Linked DNA regions of Acanthopagrus latus: region 1 is linked to region 2. A link is a contact called in public Hi-C data. All regions are on one chromosome and are shown on one strand. The core of a region is the stretch at or near the end of the contact, and the rest is flanking DNA. Distances in the headings are between cores, read along the strand shown.

Region 1 (3,945 bases), core at 86-2,585, 160 kb before region 2:
CATTTAGAGATTAACCTCTGTGGCCATGGTCCCATAGCATAGTAGAACACCGGCATCTGTGGTAACATCTGTCTGAACGTAAAGATTTATATGTGTGAGTCGGACACAGGTTGCTTGCTGACATGACATCCAGGGATTACAGGTCACTCCAGAGAATTTGGCATCGGGCGTAGAGGAGATTATTTTGACGTCACGTCAGAACGATCTGACGGGCGCGCAGACATATCTAAAAATATCCGTGACGTTTCAAAGCCGGAAACGCCGCTGCTGCTGCTGCTGCTGCTGCTGCTCCGCACACGGAGACACAGCAGCGCGCAGAGCCAGTGGCTCTGAACATGCCCGCTGAGAGTGTGAATGAATATGACTCACCTGTTCAGGCAGAGGCGGGTGAGGTGTGACCTCCAGCCGGCGGAGGGCAAAAAAGAAAAAAAAAAAAAACCCTCACAAAACACCAGAATTCCGTGAAAGTCCGAGAAAGGATTTGTTCATGTGTGAACAGACCCGTCGGCTTTTTCCATTGAGCCGCACCGTTGAAATTATTTCACCAGGGTGAAAGTGACTCAATTCACTGATAATTAAACTTAGAACAGAATATGTGTGAGAGAATTTATGTTCTTTGCACTAGAGGGTATTTCAGCCATGGGAGTGTGGTGCTTATACAAGTATGAATAAAATGCGGGTTCATTCATGATTTAGATTAGATTAGATTAGATTAGATAGACAGACAGACAGACAGATAGATAGATAGATAGATAGATAGATAGATAGATAGATAGATAGATAGATAGATAGATAGATAGATAGATAGATAGATAGATAGATAGATAGATAGATAGATAGATAGATAGATAGATAGACTGGTGCTTTGGCGTTACGCTCTGGGTTGTTTGCTCTTTCAGCACCATGGACAGCTCAGCCAGAGCCATTTCTACAGCCTGTGAGAGGCTCGTGTCTCTTCACAACTATTGATTATGAATAATAAGTGGACTGACTCTGGGTGTCTACAGCCTGTCTACAACACACAACACACAGCTGCTTTTGTCGTCACAAACTTGGATCTCCCTACAAATTGTCACTCCTGTCACACACAGACTGACCACAGTTCGCAGACAGCTCTGACTGATTTCGACTTTTTAATCACACACTTCGAAGCCACACGATGAGAGCCCCTCACCTAACGCATTGCACAGTCGTGCGTAACTCCACGCACAGAGGAGGCGTGATGCTGTCTGTGCGCAGACCTGGTTAGGTTAGTGTGTGTTCAGGCTGCAGGGACTCCCTCCTCACCCACGCCGCGCTCAGGATACCTCGGACTGGGGAGATTCACAGAGGCAGCCAGATCAGACGACAGAGCCCGGCCAGACTGCAACATGTGCTCGCCACTGCTCGCTGCGTTTCAGCCCCTCAGCGCACCTGGCACGTCGCTCGGCTCCGTTTTAACGCGCTCGCTTCTCTCTCTCCGTCTGTTTTGCTCTCCACATCATGCTGGCAGCCGAGCGGGTCAATGGGGACCACACGGTGAATGGCTGTTAACTGCGCCCGTCAACGCGCACGGAGCTATGGACTGCAGTTTTACTTGAAGAGAGGCACATGGAGAACCCAGCCAAGTATCTGTCATCGGTGCAGAGGACTGACTCTGTGCCGGCACCCTTGGGAGAGATTATGTGGAACAGCACCGAAACAGAGGCAACAGACGACGGGAGGAAGGATATGGTGGTGCGCACGGTGACGGGCTGTCTGCTGTCCCTGCTCATCCTATGGACCCTGCTGGGGAACATCCTGGTGTGCGCCGCGGTGCTGCGCTTTCGGCACCTGCGGACCAAAGTCACCAACATTTTCATCGTCTCCCTGGCTCTATCGGATTTATTCGTGGCCGTCCTGGTGATGCCCTGGAAAGCTGTGGCAGAGGTGGCGGGGTACTGGCCGTTTGGCACTTTCTGTAACGTGTGGGTCGCTTTCGACATTATGTGCTCCACCGCCTCCATCCTCAACCTCTGCATCATCAGCGTGGATAGATACTGGGCCATCTCGAGCCCCTTCCGCTACGAGAGGAAAATGACCCAGCGTGTTGCCTTTGTTATGATAAGCATCACTTGGACGTTGTCTGTGCTCATTTCATTCATACCGGTCCAGCTCAACTGGCACAAAGCCAGCGCTGACGACGCAGCCGGGGCGCACAACTCCTCCGCGAGTCGGCAGGTGGAGGAAAACTGCGACTCCAGCCTGAGCAGGGAGTATGCGATATCCTCCTCTTTGATAAGTTTCTATATTCCCGTGGCAATTATGATTGTGACTTACACCAGAATATACCGGATTGCACAAATACAAATCAGAAGGATAGCCTCCTTGGAGAGGGCGGCAGAGCACGCGCAAAGTTGCAGGAGCAACAGAATAGAGTGCCAACACCACACCACCTTGAAGACGTCGATCAAGCGGGAAACCAAAGTGTTCAAAACTCTGTCGGTGATTATGGGCGTGTTCGTGTGCTGCTGGCTACCTTTCTTCGTCCTGAACTGCATGGTCCCGTTCTGCGACAGGCCCGCCACTGACCGGGACGCGGGGCTGCCGTGCGTCAGCGAGACCACCTTCGACGTCTTCGTGTGGTTCGGCTGGACCAACTCCTCCCTGAACCCCGTCATTTACGCCTTCAACGCCGAGTTCAGGAAGGCCTTCGCCAGCCTCCTGGGGTGTCGTAACTTCTGCTCCAATACGCCGGTGGAGACGGTGAACATCAGCAACGAGCTGGTCTCATATAATCAAGACACCCTCATCCACAAGGAGATCGTGAACGCCTACGTCAACATGATCCCCAACGTGGTTGAATGTATCGAGCACGAGGAGACTTTTGACAGGATTTCACAGTTTTCTCACAACAACGAGAACCCCACCGACTCGGTTTGCGACCTGGAGGACTGCGAGGCGGACATCAGCCTCGACAGGATGTCCCCGTTCACACCTAATGGATTACACTGACTCCAACGTTCATGTCTCCCCGTGCGTAAAATGGATGTATTGATATCAACGCCATCGTTCATTCTGCTCCCATCTTCCCCCCGCAAAAAAAAAGCTCCGATCAGGGGAGCTACTGAGCAGCGGCCCTCGCCGCTGCTGCGGGATCTATTTCATGACTTGCTCGTGGACACCCCAGCAGGGCAGTGTCTCTGTAGCCGCCCTGCTTTGCCTCGTATATGAGATGTGATGTTGTCGTCCTGTTCTGGAAAAAGAAAAAAAAAAAAAAAAGAAAAAAAGAAAAAAAAAGTGATGTGTAGGTGTTTATTTACATGACAAGTGAAGTCTGTGTTCATTTGTTCAAAGGTTCAGTGTAGTTGAAGCTGTTGTTTACGCGCAGGCGGAGCGTCCGTGTCTCTTATCCATCCAGGGTTTGGGGGGAGGGGGCAGGCTCAGTATGGAACAACCTTTTTGCTGCTTCAAATCCTCACGTGTATCCAGTGCCCGTCTTACCCACTGAGTATGAAAACTGAGGGCAGCCTTACAGACAGTGCAAACCAAGACAGTTCTACTCAAATGCAGTCTTTTCCAGCGCCTTATAGCTTATTCAAAGAAGGAGTTTGGAGACATGAGAGGAATGTGTCTGTGTGGAGATTAAGTTACATGATGCCAAAATGCAGTATTAAAGTGTTTACCCACCCCAGTGACTCGTCCAGCACACCTGATCTGCACCTCATGGACTGTATGCAGTTTGATCCAGACTCCAGATGGCCTTTGATGGAGCCGAACATGCAGCTACAAACACATAGCAGTGGGCCTGTTTACACTGGATTCACTCATCCAAATCAAAGAACCCTGCAGCCATTGTAAGAGTGAAAAACTGTGACTTTTCTGTGATCTCTCGTTTCTCATCGAGGCCAAAAGAACGACTGAACGGTTCGGCTCTCTCAGGCGCACTGAGCTCACACTGAGCTCGCAGAAGAAAGCAGAAAAAAC
Region 2 (3,568 bases), core at 391-2,890:
GCAGCAGGCAAACTGTGCAAAACAGTCGAGGTGACAAAAAAAAAGTCTTTCAGTGTAGAGTTACATCTGGATTTTAACCATGCACTGAGAACAAGTCGATGATAAATGAATAAATAAAGTTTGCTGTTTGTCTAACACATTTCCAAGAGTTTCTACTATCTATGTCTGCAACGTGGTCTGTTCCAGACTACATTAAGACAGTCACAAGTATTGCATCCTCTCACACAGTGTGCACAGTGTACACCGATAAACATTATGTTTTATTATCTGCAGCATTAAAGTTTACTGCCATATCACAACACCACCCACTCCACTGTATATTAAGCAGGGTTGGGTTATACCTGATAAGATGCGATCAGGATTACATGATAATGATTGATTAATAATATGTATCAATGTATAAATGGTAAATGCATATTTATTTCACTGTAAACAAGCAATGAAATGCTTTATAAACCAGTTGTTAGGTGCTTTATAATAAACAATCACTTGACGCTAATAATACTTTGTAAATGGTTCATAAATACTGTGTAGTTCTTCTATAAACATTATTTACTTAATGACATTTTTGTAATTTTTTTTAATTGCCTTATTTATACATGTTGCAGAATACACACAGTACGCCTGCAGTTTGTGAGTAATACAGCACAGTACGCTGAACGTGCAAAACCCATTTTGTTTGCATTGAAAAGGTTCTGAAAGATTATTCAAAAGTAAAAAAAAAAAAAAAAAGTGTTGTTTCAGTGTTTGAATAATCCAAAATTATGGATTGTGAAAATCAGCATGTAGTTTGCATTCTCTGTTTCAAAGTTACCTGATCCAACCCTGTCATGTTTTACTGCTGCAGTCCATCGCCCTTCAAACTGCAGTCAGCAGCTGTGTTAAACATTGACTTTCTCAGGCTTTCCCTTTCTCTGTATCATCCAGTCACCACAGACGACTGTCAGTGCTGTTGCAACTCTCTACGAACCTATGCTGAAAATGGGAAATGAAAGGGCTCCCAAATATGAACTTGATAGCAGAGACATCCCTTCTATAAAAATCAATTTGAGATTTAAAAAAAAAAAATAACAACAACAACAACTCACCGACCACAGTCAAGACTCTCGCCACATCCAAAATTGCAAATTGAACCAAAAGTGCAGCCGGGCACGTAATTGAAAAAGACACCATGATCACATGAGAACTAGCTGGCTAATTTAATTTACTGGAACTGGACATGAACCTATGGTGGTTGGATCCACAGCGAGTGCTGCAGGAGGCAACACTTTCATGCCCTGTGTTCAGACGATGTGGTCTAATAAACACTGTTCAATAACATGCTCACGAGGATGATTTTCTGACTGCAGTTTTTAAAAAGCTGACATTACTGAAGGTTTCCATCTCGCAGTGACTGCATCAAGCCTAACATCAAGTCAACTGCCTCTCTTACAACACATTTACATGACAGAACCACATGAATGCGTATGATCCTCTTACCCTTTTATCTCCTCGACAGGTTGCTCTGACGTTACTTATTCCATCATATGGTGTGTCAGGCAAATTGTTCACTTTTCTGCTGCTTCTTCCGATAGAAGCGCTGACGGAAACATGTTGCCATACTGCATATCCAGTGACCGTTTCACCCTCTTACCTGCGGTGCGTGCGGAGAGAGGGGTAACTCTGGTTAACCATTATCAGTTTCAGCAGACTGTGTCCGTAAACAGTGGAAGAAATGCAACTCCTCTATTTTTTCTTCTACCAAAATATTTTACTGACCTCCCTCTTCTCTGAAGCAGCAGGACTGCAGGAAAAAAAAAACTGGACTTGGACTCTTGTTTTGCCCATTTTCTTGCAAGTGACTCAGACTTAGTCAGTTCTGTCAATGAAGAACCATGGATATTGTAAGTGTGTCTCTTTTCTCTTGTCTGTGTACTTGTCAGCATAAACCTAGTATTTGTTAGGTGTAATGTTGGTAGGTATATATCTAACCACAAAAAACATCAACTGGAAGCCTCTTTTTTTGTGGGATAAATAAAGCCAAGCTTAATCTTCCAGTCTTCCATCAGTATGAGCGTAAGTAGTTGGCTCATCATCACCAGGCTGTAATCACATTTGAGTTTTAAAAAAGGAAAATCAGACAGAATCAAAGGAATCAGGTGAGACTCGTCCCTTCGTGCTGATTATTTAGTGCAGAAAAGGGGAAAATATTCTATCTTTAGAATTTAGTAGAGTCATTGAAATGGCTCGGATGACTCTTAATGTTAGCTCTATCCCATTGTTACTTGGAAACAAGTGTGTTGTGTGAACTTAATTAAATCATATAAATGTTGCATTTACATGGTTGTGTGATAGCCCCTTGGCTGGGAAACGTATTAATGTGACTCCCTATTGGTTTTTACCCTGAACAACTTGTGACCAAGGCAAACATCATTATGTTCCTCCCAAATGTCAAAGATGTCCAGGAAAAGGAAAATGTCCGAAAATCCAGTGGAAGCTGTGTGATGTCATTCATGAGGACAGTCAGCATTTAAATAGCAAACACCCCTGCAGTGACTCTTTTACATGTACTTTTAACTGTGCACCAAATGTATATTTTATACTGCTATGAATGAAATGTAATCAATAAAAGGCATCAATAATTGCTAGATGATTCCAGTCATTTTGTATTTTCAGTGAATTAAACATTGACCCGGCCAAGACTATATACATCTGTTAATTGTGGTATATGATTCCCATTGAATGGATAAGAGTGAATCACTGCACATAAAACATCTGACTTGTTTCTTAAGAGGAAAATCTGGGGGATCCAATGGCCCCAGACCATTAAAGTATTTCTAAGAGTAACATTTTGAATACTTCTCTCATTCAAGTATGCTCTCTATGACTGTTTCCTAAAAATGGAGACAGAAAGAGGGACATTAAAAGCTCCATCACAGTGAAGTCTTGGAAAGTGTTAAGAAGCTCTCTCATCCTTTCACCACTACTGATAATCACCGACGGTTCAATCCATCCTGAACGCGATGAAATTCATTCTCACTGGACAACCTGCACATAGATCTGTGACAAATCTGCATGAAAGGCAAAATGCATAAAAAGTGTTTTATTATTATTAATATTATTAATAATAATGCCTCACTTCCACTTTGGAAGCGGATGCATAAAGACATTGAAAAAAAGAAAATAAGTGAGACGAGCATCGTGGGCCCAAACAAAGACACAGCAACATTACAGGACCTTCAACTGAACAGACAGCATCTTGATTGTACATGTAATTTGTTCTTTCAGTTCCTACTATTGCTTCCCAATCCAACAGGAAGAGTTGTGAGTCACAAGAAGTATGAAACCTAAGACAAACCAAAAAAAAAAAAAACACACCACCCAACCTCTGAAAAAGTTGAAGAAAAAAAGTGACAAACAACATTAATCTGGACTAGTTACTTCTCATTGTAGGAATGTAACCAAAAGGTTTCATTTCTTTCAAACGCCATTTTGATGAAAAAACAAATTTGCTTTTGGTTCATCCGTTGGGTTAGGATGTATTGAGCCCAACCACAAAACAAGCAGTTCAGTTAAACTGAGTGAAAGC

Evidence for each region. Hi-C and Micro-C count contacts between places; a contact is called where the count stands out from the background.
Region 1: a Hi-C map of liver shows a contact between it and region 2, with 2.8 times the contacts expected there. The contact joins the promoter of drd5a here to the promoter of slc2a9l2 in region 2. A contact is called at or near these places in 2 of 4 Hi-C or Micro-C datasets (liver and muscle).

What each region holds. Positions count from the first base shown.
Region 1 is chr6:23,593,700-23,597,644 of fAcaLat1.1, reverse strand. It overlaps drd5a (D(1B) dopamine receptor), which reads left to right and starts at 1,335. Exons shown (of 1, transcript XM_037101532.1): 1 at 1,335-3,945. The coding sequence starts at 1,591. The coding sequence ends at 2,973.
Region 2 is chr6:23,429,764-23,433,331 of fAcaLat1.1, reverse strand. It overlaps slc2a9l2 (solute carrier family 2, facilitated glucose transporter member 9), which reads right to left and starts at 1,640. Exons shown (of 13, transcript XM_037100574.1): 1 at 1,480-1,640. It overlaps wdr1 (WD repeat-containing protein 1), which reads right to left. Exons shown (of 15, transcript XM_037100572.1): 15 at 3,068-3,568.